2 separate regions of the Rattus norvegicus genome follow, and region 1 is linked to region 2. Evidence: chromatin contacts called from public Hi-C data. All regions are on one chromosome and are shown on one strand. Each heading gives the region's core, a stretch centred on a gene start, on an enhancer-like site or on the middle of the called end of the contact. The rest is flanking DNA. Distances are from core to core; before and after follow the strand shown.

Evidence for each region. Hi-C and Micro-C count contacts between places; a contact is called where the count stands out from the background.
Region 1: a Hi-C map of psoas muscle shows a contact between it and region 2, with 2.4 times the contacts expected there. The contact joins two enhancer-like sites. A contact is called at or near these places in 3 of 12 Hi-C or Micro-C datasets (kidney, liver and psoas muscle).

Annotation. Positions count from the first base shown.
Region 1 is chr6:77,702,016-77,705,988 of GRCr8, forward strand. No RefSeq gene overlaps it. Among named protein-coding and RNA genes, the nearest start is that of Sptssa, 190 kb to the right of the region's middle. Within about 2 kb of position 1,591, at least 5 of the 93 cell types and tissues checked have an H3K27ac peak or open chromatin away from gene starts, as enhancers often do.
Region 2 is chr6:77,518,539-77,522,767 of GRCr8, forward strand. No RefSeq gene overlaps it. Among named protein-coding and RNA genes, the nearest start is that of Trnaa-agc62, 91 kb to the left of the region's middle. Within about 2 kb of position 1,708, at least 16 of the 93 cell types and tissues checked have an H3K27ac peak or open chromatin away from gene starts, as enhancers often do.

The DNA.
Region 1 (3,973 bases), core at 341-2,840, 180 kb after region 2:
GAAAATTCTCAAGATCTCAAAGCACACCACATCATCGAGAAGCTTTTAGTGACTCCTCGTAAGGAGCTGGCTGTGACCATGACATCTGTCTCCCCTACTGTTATGTCCTGTGAGCAAACACCTAATCTTGCCACAACTCTATGGCCAATTTAACTCCTGGTATATGATGGATTTTGTGTGTTGTTAAGGGCTGGGTCTGTTCTCTTCTATTTGTCAAACACTGTTTAGGAGATGAAGAAAGGGACAGCCTTAAAAGACCGTCATGTGTTAGAAATTACTTTGCAGAATTCTTATGAGAAAATGTCTCCCTGGAGATTAATGGCCGGTTCATGGATTCCATCGAAGAAAAACATAAAGGTAGAGAATTCAGAATCAGTCTCGCTGTGACTTTTCACCCTTGCCCAGGGGACAGTAACTCAAATGCCTCCTTTGCCATCAGGATACATAGAGCAGGGCTGAGACCAACTTGGTAAGGAAGAGTTAGCCTTCCTGCAAGAATGCTCCTAGGAAGTGGATACATCCCTCCCATCCCTTCCTCCCTAACTTTATTATATATATATAATACTGGCTGGTTTTGTGTGTCAACTTGACATAAGCTGGACAAAGGAGCCTCCCTTGAGGAAAGGCCTCCATGAGATCCAGCTATAAGGCATTTTCTCAATTAATGATCAAGGGGGGAGGGCCCAACCCATTGTGGGTAGTGCCATCTCTGGGCTAGTAGTCTTAAGTTCTATAAAAAAAGCAAGCTGAGCAAGCCAGGGGAAGCAAGCCAGTAATTAACATCCCTCCATGGCCTCTGCATCAACTCCTGCTTCCTCCCCTATGTGAGTTCCTTTAGTGATGAGCAGCAATGTGGGCGTGTAAGCTGAATAAACCCTTTCCTCCTCAACTTGCTTCTTGGTCATGATGTTTGTGCAGGAATAGACTATATATACATGTATAGTATATAGTATAATATATATTACATATTACATATATCTATATAATATATAGTATAGGTCCTTTGTGTATATGTTATGGCTTCTTGTTTTATGTTTTTATGGGAATCACCAGAATGTCTCTGTGTCTATATGCATTTATTGTGCTTTTCCTTTGATTCTTTTTTTGTTGGTTGGTTTGTCCTCGTGTGTCTTGTTTGGTTTTGTTTGGTATTTTATTTTATTTTATTCCTTAGATACCTCTTTGTTTCCTAACAAGAGATAGAAAGGGTGTGTGTCTGGATGAGGGAAAGGCAGGGGGAGGGAAATGGAGGGAGGAGAATCCATAATTGGAATAGATTGTGTAAAAAATATCTATTTCCAGTAAAGGAAAAATGATTTGAGGAAAGAATTCACCAAGATGAATAGTATCCACTAGCTTTGACCCCACACTATTCTTATAAACAACAAACACACCTGCTATTTGCTGAAACAGATGCTCAAACAGTGATGATATTAGAGAGGAGTCTGTGGTGATCAACTCTAATAAACTAGATACTGTGAAAACTAGTGAGAACAAACACATCCATCAAATGCAGTTCTCTGGATAGAACCTAAAACAGAACTGGCCAAGGAGGAAAGTAGGAGCAAACCAGGTCACAGGAACAAGAAGGCTAAATTTAAACTGTTGTTAAGGAAAGTTATCCGAACCCTGCAGCTATTAAACATGAGTACAAGATCTATAATTGTCACACAGTGGATGATTTAAAAATGAAACACTGGAGATGTCCACAACAGACCTTTCCATAAATGAGTATTTAGGCATGGAAAAGAAATAGCTAACATAAAAGCCTTTTAGTGAGCCTGATAAGGCTCTTCTGTCACGGGCTACCCGGGAGGGGCGGGGAGTGGGAGGGGTGTCTAGTCTCTGGTCTCCTGCTCACAGGTTCTAAATGCAGGACAGAACTTACATGGAGTTTCCAGCAACACAATGGTTATCTCATATAGTTGGGACCACTCTGGACCTGACATCTCCAAATTTTCTTGCATCATTGCCCCACACAGTTGGCCAAAGTCTTATGTGATACTCTGTAGCCACTGTAGCGCACTAAGGACAAGGGAATGCAACTTTGTAGTCTCTAGACAGCAGCCTCCCTCCATGTCCTCCTGCATTAGTGAGCCTTCTAATCACCATAACAACTTCTCGAAGGAGGGATTTGGGATCACAGTGGCATCCTATGCTGGCAATGAGGATGTGAGAGAGCAGAGCAGATCTCAAACTGAAGTCAAGAAGCAGAGATGGGGGGAAAGTGGTAAGAGTGGGGGAGAGAGAGAGAAGAGGGGGGGAGAGAGTAAGAGAGTGGGAGAAGGGGAAGGGGGAGGAAGAGGGAGAGAGGGAAAGGGGGAGAAGAAGAAAAGAGGGTAGGGAGAAAGGAAGGAGAGGGACAGGGAAGAGGAGGGGGAGAGAGCCTGTGGTGCTGACTACATTTGGGGGTGTAAAGGTTTACTGGGCCAGGGAAAGAGCAATGTCAAGTGTTTCAATACAGAATAATATTATTACCAAAGTGGAGAGTGCTAAGATGTAGCTTGGTGTAGAATACTAGTGTACCATGTACAAGCCCTGGGTCCAATCCCTAGCCCTCAGGAAGAAAACCAAACAAGTAAGGCTTCAGGCCATACGTTTTTTGATTGTTCAGTAGGATTTCTAGAAGTCTCCAAGAGCTCCCGAATTCACTGTGAGAAATATGAGGGTAACGCAGTTATCCAAATAATGGAATAAAAACATAAAATATGAAATGATAGGAATGTCTAAAATAGAAATCGTGTCAACAAGAGTGTATTGTCTTTGTCTTTGAGTAAATAGTAGTGATTAAGCCAGTGAAATAACAGGTGCACAGATTTTCCTGTTTGCTGGAATTTAAATGTTTAGGTTTATCTTATTATTTTACATTTATGTGTGTTTTGTTTGCATGTACGGATGAGTACTACGTGCATGCGTGGTGACTCCAGAGGTGAGAGGAAGGAGTCTGGTATCCTGGGACTGGAGGTACGGGTGGTTGTAAGCTGCCACATGGGTACTAGGAATCCAATCTGGGTCCTCTGTAAAAGCAACAGTTATTCTTAAGACTCACCAATCCCTGGAGATTTGGGGGTTGTTTGTTTGTTTGTTTGTATGTTTTTTAAGATTTTTTTAAAGGGTGCTTTGCTTGGGGATAAAGTGATGGCTTAGCAGTAAAGAGCATTGGCTGTTCTTCCAGAGGTCCTGAGTTCAAATCCCTGCAGCCACATGATGGCTCACAACCATCTTTAATAGTATCTGATCTCTCCTTCTGGCACTCAGATGTGCATACGATGCAAACTCGTATACATATATAAATCTTTTAAGTGTGCTTTGCTTGACTGTATGTACACGCGTCGTGTGCATGCAGTGTCCTTAGAGGCCCAAAGAGGGCATTGGATTCCCTGGAACTGAAGTTGCAGCCAGCTGTGAGTGGCCCATGGGTCTTCTGCAAGAGCAGCCAATGCTCTTAACCACTGAAGCAGCACTCCAGCCCCAGTGGAATTGTTATAGAAGTCCAGTCATCTTAGGACTTCTTCGTTTTACTGCTCTCTGAGCTGGTAGGAAACCCGTGGCAAGTATAAATAACGGATGCATAATCAAGGTGAAGCTGACGATTCACACTCCTTCTGTGACAATGCATAAAGCCCAGGCCCTACCGTGGGGGAATTTCTCAGTTGCTTCACAAAGGAAGAGATCCTCCCGCCACCAGCTTCTACCAGACTTGCAGAGAGGACCCATCTTAGCGTCACCGGTGCTTTCCCGTTTTTACATCATGCGTGCCTGGGGACTTCACCAGGATTACCAATGCATACAGCACACTGGAAAGCAGAATGTGGGCTGAGGCCCTCGCTGGGCCCCCACAGAGGCTGCTGGGGGCTCAGGAAACCCCGCTCTACTGTTGCGGAGCTTTTTCCTTTACTCGTACACATCCCACAGTCTCCTCTGAAGGGACGCATGTTATACCGCGGCTTAGGGTTCCTTGAAAGGTTTTTAG
Region 2 (4,229 bases), core at 458-2,957:
GAAATAGCACATTGTGTTTAAGGACTTCTGTCTTCCTATTCTGGGTATTTTACTTTTTTTTTTTTTTTATGAGATATGTATTAATCTTTTCCTCTAGGAAGTGTTTGGGAAAATCCCCTTTTCTAAAACAATACAGAAACCAGAACAAAACCTAGCCTACATCATAAGCAAAATGAAAGGCACAGTTCCATGTACATGGTCAAGATCCTGTAACCCAGAACCCTGCCTAAGCAGAATTTCCACCGCCTTCACTTGTGGTTTTCTTTTCTTTGTTTGGGGTTTTGTTGATGGTTTTGTTTGTTTGTTTGTTTGTTGTTTGGTTGGTTGGTTGGTTGGTTGGTTGGTTGGTTGGTTTTGTTTTGGAGACAGGTTTCTCTGTTATAGCCCTGGCTGTTCTGGAATTCCAATGTAGACTAGGCTGCCCTTGAACTCAGAGATCTGCCTGCCTCTGCCTCTGGAGTGCTCGGATTAAAGCTGTGAGCTGCCACCCACTGTCACAACCCAACATTCATTTCAGAATTTTTGTTTGCTTGTTTGTCTCTACTGGTTTCATATAAACTGTGGTCTCCATGGTTTCCCATGATGAACAAAGAGCAAAGCAGGCTTTCCTGAAGGAAGCGATGACTGGCATTCTCCCTACCGAGATATCCTAGACAAGGAAAAGAATATTCCATCTCATGTCCATGGCCACGGAGGCGACAGAAACGCCATTTGCAGCCTTACTGAGGCCCCAGACAAGTGCGGTATTGGAAGGTGCCACTCAGGGGCCTTAGGCTCTCCTGTTTCTGTTACAAGTTCAGGGATCACTGATGGACTTAGAGATGAAAGTCAGTGTTCCCCACCATACCCAAAGACCTACCTAGTCCCCCTGCAAACACTATTGTCCCTTTAATTGTACCAGAAAGGGCAGCACTAAAGAAAGAGTGGGGTGATTTGACACAATTAGAATCCCCACTCTGCTTTGGCAGAGTGGGAAGGCTGTTGAGACTAGGACTCTGGTAGCCAGCTTGTGCTGGCCTTGAACTGGCTACTTAGCCATGGTGGTAGCTAAGAATGACCTTGACTTCTGATGCTTCTGATTCAGGCCTGCACCAATACACTTGGCTTCCCCTTTCTCTGTCACTTGACTTTCCACTGATACAGGAGAATGGGGCTTGTTGTTAAAGAAGGTTATATTAATGTCAAGAGCTCTGTCCTCTGCTGGGTGGGGGAGTTCTCTTTTCTGTCAATTGACAAAACTTTGAACAAGGGCGGATCTTGAGCTCCTCACAGTAAATGGACGGAGGAAGCCTGTCCTTTTTACAGCATTGGGTTGCTTAGAGACCGAGAGATTTTGAAAGCAACAAAAACCTACAGTAATTCTGAAGCATCTTCACTTAGATAAGAGGCTATAAAAGAAAGAAACCAGGGGCAAGTTCAGTGGCTTCTGTGGACTCCCAAGAGACCAAGAAGAGGCTCGAGGGACATGCAAAGTACAGAAACCCGACTGCTCCTGCCTAGCTGTCACCTGGGACCAAAGATCAGCTCCCACTGTGAAGCCATCCACAGGGCTATTAGGGTGGGGCTGCACCAAGGCCAGGGTTAAGTCCCTCGGGGTGAGCTGCGGGCAGGTAGCCAGGCACAAGGCACGACTCAGTCCTGGTCCCGCCCGGCCCAGCCCGCCACCAAGGCTCACGTAGCGAAAGCGTGAGTCAGCGCCATCCTCACCGTGAACCCTGCCCACCTCCCGAGAGGGGACCGCCTAGCCTAGCCTGCCTGCAGGTTCCACACGTCCAGAGGGATCCCCAGCCCCAAGACACTACGTGGGTTCGTCTTCACAGAAAGAGAGGCAGGAGGATAAGGGCAGAGATGAGCCTGAGGGATAGTTTTCCTCAGCGTGATCTTGACTTTCTCCTGGCCCCTGATGTTTCCTTTGTACAGCACGCAGCCTGGGCTGGCTAGCTCCGTGACAGGGATACCGGGAGAGGGAGGGGATGATGTAGGGGTCAAGACCCAGGGAGCCTGGTTGTTGATTGGGGTAACTTTGGAAAGGGGGCGGGGAGCCCCTTATCAACCGCACCTCCCTTCGTGTGGGGAATGGTTTGCATTTCCAGTAACTTGCACCTGTTTAGTTCTAACCACCAACTTTATAAAAGGAAATTGCCTACGTGCCTGACGGCTGAAAGACAGAATTAGAAGCACTCTTCGCCGCTGAAAGTGTGAATGCAACAGTTAGGTTCTGAACCTACAGGGTTGAAAGTCTGGGTCTCCCGAGGGCACAAAAGAATGTCAAACCTCCTTTACTCTTCCAAGTACTTCTCCCCAAGTTAGGGCACATTATAGAAGGGCTTTTTTCTTTAGACACTTGGTTTTGTTTTGTCTTGTTTTCCTTTTTTTTTGTTTTTGTTTTTTGATTTTTTGGGGTTTTTTTTCTTTATACACTTGTGATGTGCAAATTTCACTCCCTTTTCTTTCTTTCTCTTGTTGTTTTATTTGTTTGTTTGTTTATTGTTTAGTTTGTTGAGTTTAAGACAGGGCCTCTCTACATAGCCCTGGCTGTCCTGGAACTCACTATGCCGATCAGGCTGGCCTTGAATTCATAAAGATCCATCTGCCTCTGACTTCTGGGTGCCAGGATTAAAGATGTGCACCATCACTCCTGGGCTAATGTCACTTCTTTTCTTTTCTTTCCTATATCTATTTGTGTGTACACACACACACACACACACACACACACACACACACACACACACGGAGTGGCTCGGCTGTCTTGTGGAGGTGAGAGGACAACTCCTAGACACAATCGTCTCCTTCTATTCTTGGTATTGAACTCAGGTCTTACATTTGGCAGTAAATAGCTGAACCATCTCACCAGCCCAAAACGCTACTTTTTCAAAACCTGTGAGAGAAGCAGAGGTATCAGAGACAGAAAATGCTTTTAGAGGGAAAGAAATATAGGGAGGAGGGGAAAGAGAGAAGGGACATGGAATAAAAAGCAAAGTGGTTAACAGCAATATGGACCCCAGAGTGAAAGCACTGTCTGGGTGCAGGTAATGCAAAAAGAAGGACCCCAAGGTCCCAGCTTCAGAGTTCGTGGCTGAGTGCAGCCGCTAAGCACATTGAGTTAAACATAAGGTAGGCTTAGGCTCAGCACCCAGTGGCTGGACTGTCCAGATTCTATGTGACCTTAGCCAATAGACGACCAGCATTTCTATTTTCCCCTTTCAAAAAACACGAGTGGTGAAATCAGTGTTTATGTTTTAGGACTCGTCAGACACCTAAGTCTTTGTATATCAACACAAGCAAAGCACCAGAAAAAAAAAAGTGGCCAGTAGACATTTGATAAATATTGTTACAAGCATGAATACAGGACATGAAGGCACAAGCCATCAGACACAGCAGAGCAGGCTCAGTCACATGTGGATAACAGCTCCCCTGGGCTCTACGGGGCTGGGAATCCTGGGGAGACGTGTGGCTGGCTTAGTACTGTTCCTAATAGCAAAATAACAGACATTCAAATGCACCCGTGTCTAAGTTGTATATGGGATAGGCATTCACCATTACAGCTCTTACAAGAACTAACTTGTAACTAATTTCTGGCTGGTGGTCCTGGGTTCTGTTTATGTGGATACAGTGTTTCCAAAAATACATTGAATAAAACAGCAAGATGCAAAGTGACATATGTAAGATGATATCATCTCAGAAAAGATGATACAGACAGGAAGAGTTCATATATTTTGCATATGTGAATATTTTTAATACTGAGAGAATGCACACTTACTTATAGCTATTTCTGAATGGAGAAAGAGGTAGTACATGTGTCATGATGTCCTGACAACTTAGCTTTCTTCCCCACTCCAACAATCACTTCACAGAATGTACTTGCATATTGGGTAGCTCGTTCTGTTTTAAGGCACAGATCAATCCTAGGAGCAAGCATGTCAACATTGGCTAACTGTGGGCTGCAGGAATATGAGTAATCATTATGTTTTCATTTAGACTTTTCTGCATATTCAAGTTAAAAATAATTATACTTCCAAGGGTAAGCGCTATGGCAAATGCATAAGGGTGTAGGCCTGGAGCACAGGCCTCGAGTGAGGCACTCACGGTACTGAAAATTGTGTGAGCTACTGTGTTGTGCACTGACAAAATGGTGCCACAGGAAATGAAAAGTGGAGCAGCCCATAGCTGGGATGCCCACAGCTCTCCGGCCTCTGCTGGGAACACTTCTTGGGGTATTGTTCCCCCTG